Linked DNA regions of Xenopus tropicalis: region 2 is linked to region 1. The links are chromatin contacts, called in public Hi-C maps. All regions are on one chromosome and are shown on one strand. Each heading gives the region's core, a stretch centred on a gene start, on an enhancer-like site or on the middle of the called end of the contact. The rest is flanking DNA. Distances are from core to core; before and after follow the strand shown.

What was found. Hi-C and Micro-C count contacts between places; a contact is called where the count stands out from the background.
Region 2: a contact with region 1 is called in a Hi-C map of gastrula embryo, with 2.6 times the contacts expected there. The contact joins the enhancer-like site here to the promoter of zfyve1l in region 1. A contact is called at or near these places in 5 of 5 Hi-C or Micro-C datasets (brain, gastrula embryo, liver and 2 more).

Annotation. Positions count from the first base shown.
Region 1 is chr8:77,379,894-77,387,752 of UCB_Xtro_10.0, forward strand. zfyve1l (zinc finger FYVE domain-containing protein 1) reads right to left here and starts at 3,306. Exons shown (of 11, transcript XM_012969576.3): 1 at 3,129-3,306. The coding sequence starts at 3,230.
Region 2 is chr8:77,471,347-77,479,205 of UCB_Xtro_10.0, forward strand. No RefSeq gene overlaps it. Among named protein-coding and RNA genes, the nearest start is that of dpf1, 75 kb to the left of the region's middle. Within about 2 kb of position 3,410, at least 1 of the 11 cell types and tissues checked has an H3K27ac peak or open chromatin away from gene starts, as enhancers often do. A contact at or near this core is called in gastrula embryo, where this site is marked.

The DNA.
Region 1 (7,859 bases), core at 2,056-4,555:
TAACCATTATCCTTTCAAGGGGTGCAAGCCAACAAATAATTAGAGTATTAGGCTTATTTAGAATGCCATGACTTTCTCAATATCCCATTAATAATTTAAGAATGAAGTTTTTATAAGCTATATAAGATTGAAGGGATATGAATGCAGGTTTCAAGATTAAATAATAAGAGAGTTCTGTAGAACACAAAAAGCAAGTAATCATAATATAATATAGTAAAACTAATTGCAACTTTAAAATTATTTTAAAGTTATCTGTAGTGGCCTACAAGAGGAAGCATACCTGATTTCTCTATTACTGTATATAAATCTCCACTCCTCGCCACCTCTCAAGTAGGAAAACGGATGGGGTTCAGGGATTTATAGGCAAGGGGCTGGTGGTGGGTGCGTGCAGGCGGGGGAAGTCCCAGTGCAGGGTAATTATGCCACTGCTTATTGGTAAATATAATTGCTATTAAAAGTAAGAGTCTGCCCTTTGCTATTGCTTGCACTTTTGGTTCTGAGTACATGCGCTATTAATAAAATTGTTGCAACCATAATATGCTCTTCTCCAGTTGATTGTCGGAAAGGGAGTCTTGGGTGGAGAACAGCTGACTCATGCAACATTGTATCAAGATAATATGTAAAGAGAACTTGCAGTGAAAAAAAGCAGGAAAGACAACTATTTCTTTCAGTAACTGAACACAGTAGAACTAACAGAAAGCACAATGCAATATAATTGGAACATTTTCTTCAGAGTACATTTGTACGTATAATAGATAGAAATTGCTGAAATGGCACTTTAAAACTGCAGTACATAAATATAAAAATTACAATAAACAAATAAATGAGTAAACACTTTTTAGTTTCAATAAGAAATGTCTTTTCACTTCTTTTAGAACTGCTTCTCTTATGTAATAGTAAAATAAATTTCCCTATGATATTTAGTTTACGTATCCATTATGACAATGATTAACCCTTAAATTGCTAAAAGCACCAAACGAGTATTTTGAGATCAGACCTCAGATGTAGCTAGGCATTTGATTATCATATTTACTATTTACTTACCCAATCATCCTTAGCGCTGACTGACAATCTGAAGATTTTACTCCACTGTGCATGTGCAAGCCCAAGCAGGGAACACCTGGGAATAAAGTAACTTAGGGTACAGTGTGCACTAGCCTGGGGAAAATACCTCTCCTGATTGAGAACTGTGAGATACATACATTTCAAACAGACTTACATGACAGAGTGAACATGCCAGTAGAATGAAATGCCTGTAAGGAGTAGGTAACCAAAATGGCTAACTATACTGATAATATTCAACACCATAGTCCTAATTCACTATTCTTTGCACCAACTAAAATGCCATACAAAGAGTGCTTGTTCCCACATGTATTCATCTATGCTACTTCCATGCAGCAATTTACCAGTTGGGCCTACTCTGTGGTATATTTGTGACAAATTTTTGATGCCGAGTATGACAACAGTAAGAAAAAGAGAGATATAAAGAGATGATGACATCTATACTTGCAGCCAGGACCAGTCTTACAAAACCTTAACCCACAAGAAGATCCAGTTTGCACATCCTTCTAGCTCCTAGGGAATTTAGCTGAGAATACTGTATGTACATGGTAATGCAAGGGGATTCATAGTTGCCACAAAGTCTGTGCCAAAAATGTTGCAAGTGGGGCTCTATGCTGTTGCAGCTCTAGGAGCATTTAAGTGGCAGCAACTGCAAATGTAACATATACTGAAGTCAGTTCGTACAGTACAAACAGTGCTGTTCAAATCACTGTAATAAATGCCTGCAGTATCTGAGCTCCTGCTCAAGTGTGCTTGTTCCTAAAGAAGGCTATTACTTTGAAGCAATTTTCAAAGGGAAGGTTCTCTCCAAATAGTTGCAACTTTTGGCAACTAAATGTAATAAACATTCATGCTTAGTACATCCTGTACCACACTATCCACATATATTTCTGTGCATATATGGTGGCTCTGGAACATGATCAGGAATGAAGTACCAGGTAAATCGAATATATTGTGCACATCTTTTTATAACATTTAAACTGCCACAGAACATCTGCCTGTGCCTAAAGATGACCTTCACACTATACAATAACGATAAATTGTAAACAATGTCAAACAGATATAACTGGCACTAACTAGACAAGAGAGCTCTGCATACCCAAGTTCATTTATCAACATATGCTTCACTTATTTAAGTACTGCCCATAATGCACCAGTGTATTGCCTAATAGGCAGAGTATTATTACTGTTGGCTATTGGTAAATTCTATTACGTGTATTGAAATGTTCTGTAGGTGAGCAGGCCAAAATGGAAGCTCTTTGGATCCTGTTTGACAAATTAAGTTATTACTGGAGATAGTACTTTAAAGTGAATAGCTGGTGGATACGATAAGAGCAGCTTAATTTTTTAAAGTTCAAACTTCACGCAACTTAAAAATAAAAAAACAAAGTGCATGCCTAACCCCCGGCGAGTCACTTTATTGCTGGTGGGGAGGCATTTCGGGGAGACTATTCGCCCGTGATAGTAGAGATTTAACTGCAGGTGACTAATCTCCCCATGTGCCCATCACCCTATCTCTCCCCCCAGTTAGTGCTGCCCACCTCTCTAGCTTGTAACGCACAAACACTGTATTATTGCCCTCACACACACACTTCTAACAAATGGTGTGACAGGAAAATAGAACCTTTACAGTCAAAAGTGATTTCCTAAATAGGAATAGCACTGTTTAATTGAATATACACATAAAATATTCACGTCTATTGCTGCATTGTAAGTATATGGATTATACACCCTGATGGGCCACAAAACAGACAGCAAAAAAATCCCAAAAAACCTCAGGTACACTACATCACACAACCAGAGATATATACACAAATATGAAAACTACACATTACACTGATCTCTGGCACAGTGCACATCATGTACACAAACAAGTCTCTCAGTATGTGCAGACATATTCATGGGAACACGTAGCTATCGCTTCCAAACTGTATATGGCATATTGGCATACTCATTTATATACAGATTATACAGTGCGCATACTGCCTGTAAACAATGAAAGCTGAAGCACTGCATGTGTCCAAGTTCACTTCCTGGTTGCCATTTCTCCCTCCCACTGCCACTACCTTAAGGTTTTCATCTTCATCCAGTAACAGGAAGCTGCCCTCCTCTTCCCGATTCGGCAGGCTCCCCAAGGTAAGGGGGTCACTGTGCAGCTGAGCAGACATAGCCTGACAGCCAGGGCACCCACACCACAACAATAAATATTCTCTGTACTTTCAGTTTCGCTGTTTATGAAAAGAAAAACTGACTGAAACTGTAGTGACATCTAGTGGCCTAACTGTGTAACACACTCACCCCTTAAAGGGGTAGCAAACCCAAATATAACATTCTGGATATTAAAGGCAAATTTCAAAAAATGTAAAAGCATTTGTAATTGTAATTGGTATTGAATTTCCTATACTGCTGGCCACTACAACATATACAGTTGAAATAACAAAGAGAGAAATGTTCATGTGCTGAATCTGCACTATTATTCTACCAGGCAGACAGGCCAAGGCCACTCAGGCATATTTGTTGCTACTTTGTTGTTGCTTTTGACTGGCTACAAATCTGGGTACATTTTGCCTTCTACTGTGTTACACCATGATGTTGGGCAGCCCTGGCACAGACACAAATAAATTGTCCTTTGCATTACAGCACCTTTCCATTTTTGATAAAGACCCCAATGTTTTGTATAACTTTGGCTTTGTACTGGAGTTATTAGGGTATGTAGATGATGCTTACCAGGACCCTTAAAGCAATTCTGGCTGTCTCAGAGGGGGTGGCACATAACAGTTTGTATTTTGGCAAGCACACACACAGTACACTGTCTCAATATGGAGCTTACCACCTTTGAAAAGCAAAGTTGTATAGTTAGCCAGTGTAATTGTCTTAATTAGCCAGTAACCCCTGGTCTTGTATGTCTGTTTAGATATTCCTGTCATTTCTCCTGTCTCTTTTGAGAGATGATCAAACATATTTAGATGGTAGCAAACACTGCAACAAAACAGTACTGTTACATCAAAGAAAATGTTTTTATATATACAGGATATAAATGAATGAAAAATATGAATAAAGCATATATTTAACTATTCACACACAAGCAAATGACTGTAAATGCCTGTAAAGCACTAAAGATTTGTAATAAATTCAAATTGGAAAGTTGCTTAGAATTATGTTTTCTTTTATTAGGCAAAAAAATATTTTTGGGGGTTGACGTTTCCTTAAATATAGAACCTCATGAATCTTTCTTTTACTGAATATGTAGCACTTTAGATTTGTCTAAAATGCACATTTTCTGGTCTCGGATCCAATTTGGTTAAAAAACATACTGAGATATTGAGAGAAAAAATAGCTTTCTTTGACGGATGTTTTATCAAAGGAACATATACCTCCAAAATGTTTCTCCATTTTAATGGGATCCTCTTGGTTGGAGCTAGTAAGGCTACTGCCACACCATGCGTATGGCGTATATTTTCGGAAAGCCAAAAAACGCTTGCTGAAAATATGCACCATACGCACAATATGCTCCTACCTGTGCCCGCACCCGAATGAATGGAATATGCTCGGGTGCAGGCACATGTATCTGAAATCCGCCTAAAAACGCAAGAGAATGCAAAGTCTCTCGTTTCTATGCGTATTTTGGCTACATGTGCACCCGAGCTTATTCCATTCATTCGGGTGCAGGCACAGGTAGGAGTGTATGGCACATATTTTCAGCAAGCTGTTTTCGGCTTGCCGAAAATATACGCCATACACTAAGGGGCACATTTACTAATGCACGAACTGTCCGAATGCGTCCGAAAGCGTTTTTTTTCGTAATGGTTGGTATTTTGCGATTTTTTCGGACATTTTCGCAACTTTTTCGTAGCCATTACGAATGTTTCGCAAAATGTCGCAACTTTTTCATAGCGCTACGACTTGCGCGAAAACTCGCGACTTTTTCGCAGCTTTCGTGCCGAGTACGAAAGTTTCGGATTCATTCAAGCTTCAGTATGGTGACTTTTCTTGGGCCAGGTTGGAACTGCAGAGTGCCATTGAGTCCTATGGGAGGCTTCCAAAATCATGCTAAGTTTGAAAGTTTCGCCCGCCGCTTACGAGCGCTCAATACGAAAAAGTCGCAACAAGATACGAGCAAATTGGAACGGGCACGAAAAAGTTGCGACTTTTCGCGCAAGTCGTAATGGTTACGAAAAAGTCGCGACAATTTATGAAAAGTCGCAATGGCGACGAAAAAATCGCAAAAAATACGAAAAAGTCGCAAAATGTTTGTTTTCCAATCGGAATTTTTCCAATTCGGATTCGAATTCGTGTCTTAGTAAATTAGCCCCTAAGTGTGGCATTAGCCTAAAGTAATCTTTGTTAAAGGAAGACTACAACCCTGAATATTGCATGTTTCTATTAAAATATGTAAAACAGTGTTTCATATAAATAGAGCCTTTCATAAATAATATATTTTACAATAGTATGTCTCATAGAATGATCCTGTATTAAAACACTCCCATTTTAAGAGCTAAGTCTGTCCCTCTGTCTCTTAGGCACTGGGCACACACAGAAACCAATTTCACACATACAGTTGCAAGAAAAAGTATGTGAACCCTTTGGAATTATATGGATTTCTGCACAAATTGGTCATAATATGTGATCTGATCTTCATCTAAGTCTAAGACAATCACAGTGTGCTTAAACTAATACCACACAAATCATTTCCATGTTTTTATTGAACACACCATGTAAACATTCACAGTGCAGGTGGAAAAAGTATGTGAACCCCTAGACTAATGACATCTCCAAGAGCTAATTGGAGTGAGGTGTCAGCCAACTGGAGTCCAATCAATGAGATGAGATTGGAGGTGTTGGTTACAGCTGCCCTGCCCTATAAAAAACACACACCAGTTTTGGGTTTGCTTTTCCCTAGAAGCATTGCCTGATGTGAATGATGCCTCGCACAAAAGAGCTCTCAGAAGACCTACGATTAAGAATTGTTGACTAGCATAAAGCTGGAAAGGGTTATAAAAGTATCTCCAAAAGCCTTGCTGTTCATCAGTCCATGGTAAGACAAATTGTCTATAAATGGAGAAAGTTCAGCACTGCTGCTACTCTCCCTAGGAGTGGCCGTCCTGTAAAGATAACTGCAAGAGCACAGCGCAGAATGCTCAGTGAGGCGAAGAAGAATCCTAGAGTGTCAGCTAAAGACTTACAAAAGTGTCTGTCATCTGCTAACATCCCTGTTAGCGAATCTACGATATGTAAAACACTAAACAAGAATGGATTTCATTGGATAAGATTTCAATGGATAAGAAGGTAGAAACAATAGGATTTCTTCCTCCTTCTGCCGATTCAGCCCTGAAGGCAGATTTTGCTCAGGCGCCTTCTATGGCACCCGATCAAAATCTTTTAACCCACCTGATTGGAGGCTGCTGATATCGGTCGACTCGCCGACTTGCCATACACGCACCGAATATCGTACAAAACAAGGTTTCGTACGATATTATCGGTGCGTGTATGGCCAGCTTTAGATGAAGATCAGATCACATTTTATGACCAATTTTTGCAGAAATCCATATAATTCCAAAGGGTTCACATACTTTTTCTTGCAACTGTACATACTAGATTACATCAGCCAATGAATGGACAGAGCTGTGTCTTTTGTTTTCATGTCTTTATCTTACAGTTAAAGCTGTATTATTCAGTTATGGAATACACAGAGCTTACAAAATGCTGACTAAAGGACAATATTTATTGATACGTATATGTTAATTTCATAAGATTCTATAATAGGGCAATTATTAGTGTCTACATTATTGGTTGGTTAAGTCAATGTTCAGAATATATAGATCTTATTTAAATGGATATATGAAAAAGCACCATCATTACACATTGCTGTAGATTACATTAAATACATATGTGAAAGAGAAGCTTTCCCATTCAAATTCAGCAATTAATAAACAAAGGGCTATTAGAATTCTTACCAGTGAATGAAAAGAATTCTATTAAAAGATTTTCTGTTCCTTCTAAGTAGAATAGTGCATTGTGCTGCTATTTCACTCACGTCCGTCCTGTTGTTACTAATGTAAACAATATCATTCTTTTTTTCTCTTATTTGTTATGTTTTTCAAAAATTAAAAGTAATAAAAATGGATTTGAGCAATTTTGCATTCATTACTAAAACAGAGGATAGCCATAATCGGACTTTGCTGGTGGGAAAAAAACCTGGTGGGCCTCACCAACCCAGACATGCTCCCAGCTACCCAGAACTTTGGGTACTCCACGACCCCTTCTTCCCCATACAGCACATACAGGGGGGGGGGGGGGGGGGGTTTGAGGCTGGCAGCAGCTTTGAGGAATTCGCCACTGGGGGGGGGGGGGGGCATGAGGTGGCAACCATGGTGGTGCCCAGACACCCCAGTCCAAAACTGGGGATAGTTGATAAATTATCAACTAAGGCCAGTATGACAAATTGAAATGTGTAATTTCCAATCCTTCTGTCCCAGTTACGCAACCCAGAACTGCTCATTTAAAGGAACAGTAACATCAAAAAACGAAAAGTAATAAAAGTAATTACAATATTATGTAATGTTAAGCTATTTAATTTTTTTGGTATTACTGTTACTTTAAGTCATCTATCCCCTCGAAATGTAACTGCATCCATAGATGCAGTTTTGGATTTTATAATCCATTCTGTTGCATTGTAGACAACTTTATTTCTGATTTTCACTTTGCTCATTTCACATTTGTATGTATGTATGCATAACTTTATTTATAAAGCACCACAAGGGTACGCAGCGCTGTACAATCTTACAATATACAGAATT
Region 2 (7,859 bases), core at 2,160-4,659, 92 kb after region 1:
GCCGCACAACAAATCTTCCTTGTCGTGTGTGACTAATCTCCCCGCAATGCCATCCCACCGTTTAGACTGTAAATCGCTGGTGGGATGGCATACGCAGCGGCACGATTTGCCCAAGTCGCTGAAGTTGAGGAAACTTGGGAGGAAACTTTGGCGACTTCGGCAAATCGCGCCGCCACGTATGCCATCCCACCAGCGATCTACATTCTAGCCGGTGGGATGGCATTTCGGGGAGATTAGTTGCCCGCGACAACGAAGATTTGTCGCACGGCAACTAATCTCCCCGTGTGTAACAGCCCTAAGAGAACGGTTAAGAGGCCGAGGGCATTACCAGTGCATACTGGGCACATAATTCAGTGGAGGCTACCAACAGATGGCTTTCCATGGTAGAGCTTATGATTATATGTATAATAGTCAGTCCCTTTGGGGGAGACTGTCTCCCTAAACCTTCATTTTGATCAACCTATGGGTCCATTTACCAGACAAGGACTGAAAGAAATGTGCGCACACTGTGCAGACCCAATGTTATTGTAAGAAAAAATGGTTCTATTCAGTACAAAATAAATTTGCTACAAAGTATTATCTGACATATATTGTACTCAAATAAAAGAATATGCTTTGTCACATCTGGGATTCCTATTAAATTTTTTTTTTTTCTTTTTTATACCTTTCCCTTCCAAAAATCCTAATGCCCATTAAACTGTCATGTGATCCACTAGTAGCTTCAAAAAGTACTGATGTGGGCAGCTATGGGTTGCCCTGTCTCAGAAAATATTTTGTTTTATTTCCTTTGATCTTCTCTTCAAGAACTGATTTCTTTCATGGACCCCCCTTAAAGGGCTAGTTCACCTTAATGATGTAGACATTGATATTCTAAAACAATTTGCAATTGGTCATCATTTTTTATTGTTTGTATTTTAGCAGCTATTTAGTTGCTAGGGTCTTATTTACCCTAACAACCAGGCAGTGGTTTAAACAAGAGATGGGAATATGAATAGTAGAGGGCCTGCATAGATAAGTAATCTAGATAACTAGATAACTAGATAAAGCAAGATAAGTAATAAAAATTAACAATAATAATAGAACTGTAGCCTTACAGAGCAATAGTTTTTGGCAAATAATTAAAAACCGGTCATAAATAAATAAATAATGAAAACAAATTGCAAATTTGCTAGGAATAGGGCATTCTATAACATAATGAAAAATGATTTCTTCCCTGTGTAAGAAAAGCTTTGGTCATGTTGGTTTAGCCAGGGTCTGTGTTTATCCCAGTGTGAATGGCAGGTGGGCTGCAGGACAGTGAGAAGGGTGAGCTTGGTGCCAGACAGCACTGTTCACACATGGTTAGAGACTAATGATTTGCTAATTTAAACATGTTAAGCATGATGGTAATTAATCTGAATTAACCTCATCACACCTTTTGTCTTCAGGCAGTGTTAGCCCATCATATTCATATTGGCAAAGCTCAGACAGTAAAAAGGTAAGTGTGCTTAAATACAAATGATTCTGATATGAAAGAGGACCCTGTACAAAAAAACATTTCCACACTGTCCCAGTGGAACAGGAAGTGAGGAGAGCAAAGGAGCAAGCAGTGCTGAGCTAAGAAGCTCAGGGGCCAGAGCAAGTGGCAGATATTGCCAAGGTGTTGCCAGCCAGCCTTTCAGCCACTTAGTGACAGTGGGTAAAATGTACAGATAAATCAGAAAAGGATAAAATGCACAGTAACAATTTTATAAGCTTCTTCTTGGCATGGTTACCATAGGCAACCGGGGTAATGTTAAATTCAGAACTTGTGGGCGGAGAAAGAAGAAAGAGAAAGCACTACTAATCCAACAGGGGAAGATCAGGAGGAGCACAGCAGCCGGCTTGTGTGACACCCGCTGAACTGGTGGCTGCCATGTACTCAGCAGAGTCGCAAAAATAATCAGAAGGGAGCTCACAGCATTTGGTAGAGACAATGGGAATTTCACTAAAGTGTCCTTTGGATAAAGCACTGTAAAGTACACAAAGGGGCCCATTCACTAAAGGCCAAAAAAACAAGTGTTATATATAGCATGCATTAAAAATATTATCACTTCTTATATTTGGAGAATTAACGATCGATTCACAAAAAAGACACTTGTCTGAATTAAGAAGCGATGTTATTGTCGTTATTTATGTTGCAATGACATATTTTTAAGCAATATTTTAAACCATGCACCACAGACAATCACCAGCTGCAGTGTTGTTTAGTAACGCCTACTCCTGGGAGGTGTTTCACAGTAATTATCGCCACATTTTATGCCTTTAACACTTAAAATATTTCTGTGAATTATGTATTAGTATAATTTCTATTAGATAAATATCGCAATGTAATGGACATAACGCTTTGCGATACGAGTAGTAATGCATGCAAAATTACTTTGATGAATCGTTAATTAATGAACACTTTTTAACGCATAAAACTATGCGTTAAGCGTTAACGACCTTTAGTGAATCGGCCCCAACGAATCTTATTTAAGGCTGATGCCACACGTGGCGTTTTTACGCTGCGTATTTTCTAATTCTCTCTAAGCGTAGGCTGAAATACGACTGTACTTGCAAAGCAAGCTATTCCTATGTATACGCAAAGGCAGCTGCCAGACCTAGCGGAAATACGCTGCGTTTTTTGCTATTTCACACTATTAGCACCATGGCAACGGGATTTGCTTACGTCACCAGTTCTAGGCTGAAAAACGCCATGTGTGGCTTATGCGGCGTTTTTAGGCTGAGAAAAAACGCAGCGTAAAAACGCCACGTGTGGCATCAGCCTAAAATAGTATAAATACTGACTAGTGAATAGTTATAGCACTCCTCCAAGCCCTGCTTACCCCTAATGTGTTATCTGCGGTTGGGGTTTTTAGGGGGCTACTATTCTCCTATTTAGGATATATTTAGAAGAACAGAGCTCATGTATCTTTTGGGGTTAAAATTAATTTTCAGTACAAAATATTTATTTCTGTGCTTAGAACATTTGTCTTTAGACCCTTTTCAGTCGATATCAATTAGTCAGTCAATAGTCAGCATCATTTTAATGCCTTGCGCTACCAACATCTTAGTAAATTGCTCCCTTATGTATTTTTTCTTCAAGGTCAAACAGTACAAAACTGCCTACTCACTGTGTTGCCTCCCTAACTGGCTGCCACTCTCATAGCTTTGCCACCTACCCACTGGAAATCACCCCTCATGCCAGTGTTATTAATAGGAGAGAAAGATATTGCATTCTGCCTATTGTTTCAAGGTTTAGGTTTTGATATATATTTTACAAAACACTACACCCACGTCCATATCATCTGTATAATTAACTCATCCTTATCTGTAAGCTTAAGACTGTTATCTGTAAAACCCACTGTGAGATTTTAGGCACTTGATCCACCATATTTTTACTTGGCCAAACAAAAGGCATCAAAAGCCCAGTTACTTCCCTCTATTGCCCACATTGAGTATTGCTTGATGGTGCCTATACTGGCTCTTGTAAGGCGTTATTGTTTGAGGGCATTTTTGAGGTAGCATGTGTGGGCTGGTAAAAACCACAGATATCATGGCATTGGGGGAATCTCGCAGTGTGCTTTTCACATGATAACCTAGGTATGTAGGCACCCTAAATCCCAGTTTTCATAGTGTATGTGTAAATGTAAGTATGGATATCTGTCCACTCTGTACAGTGCCGTGTGTATCTAAGTGCAAGGCAATCCCATCTCTGAAATAAGGCGTGGAACTGGCCCAATAGCACATCTCAGTGGTTCTATGCAACACCCCCTCTTTCTCTCTAGGCATCATAAAGAATACAATGCAACTGGAAAGTGAATGTTCGGAAGGCAGTGGTCAATCCCGGAGGACTGGGCTATGAATGCTAGGGTGTGTGGAAACCTTACCAGAATATGTCAATGGCTTTAGCAGTTTCTGCTGTAGCCCAACTAGCTTTATGCTAATTTGTTAAAAATATTTTTTTGCAAACATTAAAATAATTAATTTATGAAACATTGAATTCAGGACAATTTTCCCCCTGGTTTTTCTAAAATGGAATGTTTTACTAATCACTGTCTATGGCATTCTTACACATAACTGCCTACAGTCTCTGCCCCACACTGCTTACACATTCATTCTGGCGGTTAAGAGGTTTAAAATTGATAATTTTCTGCACAGAATGCACATACCAAATATATAATCTGCCATTTCATCAAGTGCACTTAGATTTAGCCAAATGTATTGCAAAATTAAACAGATATAATAAGATTGTTATTAAGAGAAAAGCAGAATAAGAATAAGAGGGGGGATACAGGAAAAATATATCGCCTGGTAGATCTGGCAGATTTGGTTTTACTCTGGAACCAAAAGGGTTAAGGTCTTGCAGCAAAGATGAGTCAGTTCCCCATAGGCAGGGGATGAATTACAGGAGTCATTTAAGGTGAAGGATCTAAAGGGGAGGTCTATAGTGCCACCATGAGGTCAGATATAAGAAGTGCATGACAAGTACCAGTGTAGATACATGGCATGAAATGTAATATATGGTTTTATATTTGCTGCTAATTTAGAGTCTGAAGACCTTAAAATCAGTTTGCTGCAGTTTTAGCTTATCAGTTATTAAGCCACACAGGCAGTGCCAGACACACTGGGAACTGAATGTATTTAGATGAAGATAAAGAAAAGGCATTTACCCCACTGAGCATGGGGAAGGACAAATATCTCCCAGAACAGTAACCCAGGCAGTAACCTCTTGTGCTACTTGAACTACAGAAGTTACTCTGGAGAGGGCACTACATAGAGAAGATTATGACTAGCTAGGGCTTGGTACACAAATCTACATTCATACATGGACCTACATATCAGAAACATCATTCTTGTGAGACCCCTTCATTCTGCTCGCATAGGCTGCAAATGACAGAAGTCACTTAGAGGTGGGAGATGGCTTTGGGGAGCAGCAATAGCACAAAGAACTAAATAGCTTTTTATAGTGGTCACAAGAGAGAGGACAAAAAAGGAACCCTAAAACAGTTTTGCATTAGGATCCACATTGGAATTTTGCTTCTTTGCTTCCAGTAGCTTTGGGCCCAAACCCAAGGACTGATATGAATCAAAAATATTTGAACAGTGCAGCATAACATGTTACCATTATATTAATATAACAACAAAAAGAATAAATTCATTGGATAAAGATCCATAAATACACTCTATAATATGCAAACAATGGCAGAGGCAAGTAGCCATACATGCCAGCAGATATCTGTCAAATAGCAGAGCAGCAGCATGCTGAAGCAGCACAGTTTCAAGCTCTGCATACTGAGCCTTGTTGCAAAATCATAATTATGTTTGCTGTCCTGGACCAACAGCTATGGCCATGCATGCCGAGGCTATCAGGAACAAACAGCGGTGTGCCTCGGAACTGCCACAAACCTTGTCATGCAACCAGCACTGTATATATCTGCATAGATTGGTCATAATGAAACTAGAACAGACTGACAGTCATGCTAACGGACACTGGAACTAATTAGAGATCCTGAATATTAAGACTAATGCAATCCTGGGGATGTGTATCCGAAGGCCCCAAGGCACGAGGCTATGCAATCTTAGCACAATTATCATCACTAAACAAATCTGCTTTAAAACATTTTTCAATTTGCTTAAAAATCCCGTTTGACTAAATTTGGTTTGAACACATTTCTGGGGGTTTTGGGGTCCTGTTTTATGTGCTATTACAGTTTTGCTGAAAAAGGTGAAATTGCCCTTTAAGCTCCAAGTCTCAGTTCCCCTAAGAGACCTGTTTAGCTTATTAGTTACAATTGTATCTCAGTGCAGGGGGACTTATTACCTTTCTGGACTCTCTGCCAAAAGCTACTTATTTAATTAAAAGTGAGAAACAATGTTTCTAAGTGCAGGTGACGCTTGTTAAGATTTCTGGTCTCTCTGCCAAAAGATACTTTTAATTAAATTTGTATCTTTTTTAGCTTCAGTGCAGGAGATCAAAGGGAAATGAGGGACTTTTCTGTAAGAATCTGGGACTGCGGGTTGGGGACTGTCCCGCGGAAATCGGGACAATTGGGAGGTATGTATAAATAACTTACAGCTAGCTCTTACATGACATAATACGTTGTTCTTAAACCTGAGAATTGCAGAATATCATTCATCTCACTTACATTGCTTTATTCTGGGGTTATTATAGATAAAATTTATACTGTATTTATAATATCATGTGTTATAGAGCCATATTTGTGGAACTGACACAGTATGCTGCCACGTGTTTTGGGACATGACATATCAAAAAAAAAATTATACATTTAACCCTTTCACTGCCAACAACGTACGACGTACATTGTTGCATTGAAAGGCTTTATCTGCCAACAAGGCGTGCCATATGTTGTTTGGCAGATAAAGGTACTCTCTGCAGAAGCGGCATGTGCAACGAGCCAGGGGGGCTGTCATGTCGACCTCCAAGCAGCAGACGCGATCATTGCTTAGTCTTTACTTCCTGCTTCCTGCTCGCCCCCCCCAAGCACCGGCCGGATGAAGACTGCAGCAGGAGGACCAGGACTGCGATCCCTGCTTCAAGACAGGTAAGGTGGGGGTTTTTTTTGCACTTACACACACTCACTTACACACATTTACACACACTTACAGCAGAAAATTTAGCAGGTTTTTTTTTTTTTTTTCATTTTGCACACTTATATACACTTATATACACTAATATACACACTTACACACTGTCACACAACTTTTACACATGTACATACATGTATACAGAAACACTTTAAAAATTTTTTTTTTTTTTACCACTTTGTTTTTAGTTTATTTTCCCTAACAACTGTATATTTTGACAGCGTAACTGTTGGATCAGATATTCTGACCACTAATTACACTGTCGTGTGACTTATTTTGTCGTTTCACTAATTCGCACAATTTTTGTGGTTTTATTGCATTTTTATCCCTGTATTAGTGTTCCTGATCTGTTTTTAGCTTTGCCAGGTGTAACTTTGGTGTAGAAAAATAACTTTACCTATTTTGAATTCATCAGAATGTGTACTTTCCAAAAATCTATGGTTTTGTGAGGGTCTCTGTATAGTTAGGGGGGGTTACTGCACATAATACGCTGGCAGGGGGCTCTGTGTGCAAAAGCTGAGTTGGCAGGCGTGAAATCCTTATGCGCTATTTTCATTTTGGGTTCAGTACATACCGCAGACTTTGGTATATCTATGCATATTGGGCATCAAACTGTTCAGTAGGCCTCTGGTGTTCCTATTTGGGGTGATTTGCCTTTGTACGCAAGAAATTGTGTGAGATAAATGCGGCAAATTGCAACATTTTTAGGCGATTTTCTGAAATGTCATAAAAAACCACTAACTTTAGGAAAGCTTTGCAGATTGGTACTTCGGTGTAGAAAGGACTCTTTACCCTTGTTGGATTTGTCAGAATGTGTACTTTCCAAAAATATATGGTTTTGTGGGGGATCTGTATAGTTAGGGGAAGTTTTGGCACATAATACACTGACAGGGGGGCTCTGTGTGCAAAAACTGAGTTGGCAGGCGAGAAATCCTTATGCGCTATTTTCATTTAAGGGTCAGTACATACCACAGACTTTGGTATATCTATGCATATTGGGCATCAAACTGTTCAGTGGTGTTCCTATTTGGGGTGAATTGCCTCTGTATGCAAGAAGTTGTGTGAGATAAATGCAGCAAATTGCAACATTTTTAGGCGATTTTCTGAAATGTCATAAAAATCGGCAAACAGGAAAGCTTTACAGCTTGGTACTTCGGAGCAAAAAGAAATGTGTACCCATTATAGATTCGAGGGAATGTGTACTTTCCAAAAATATATGGCTTTCTGGGGTGAGCGTACTTTTTTTGTAG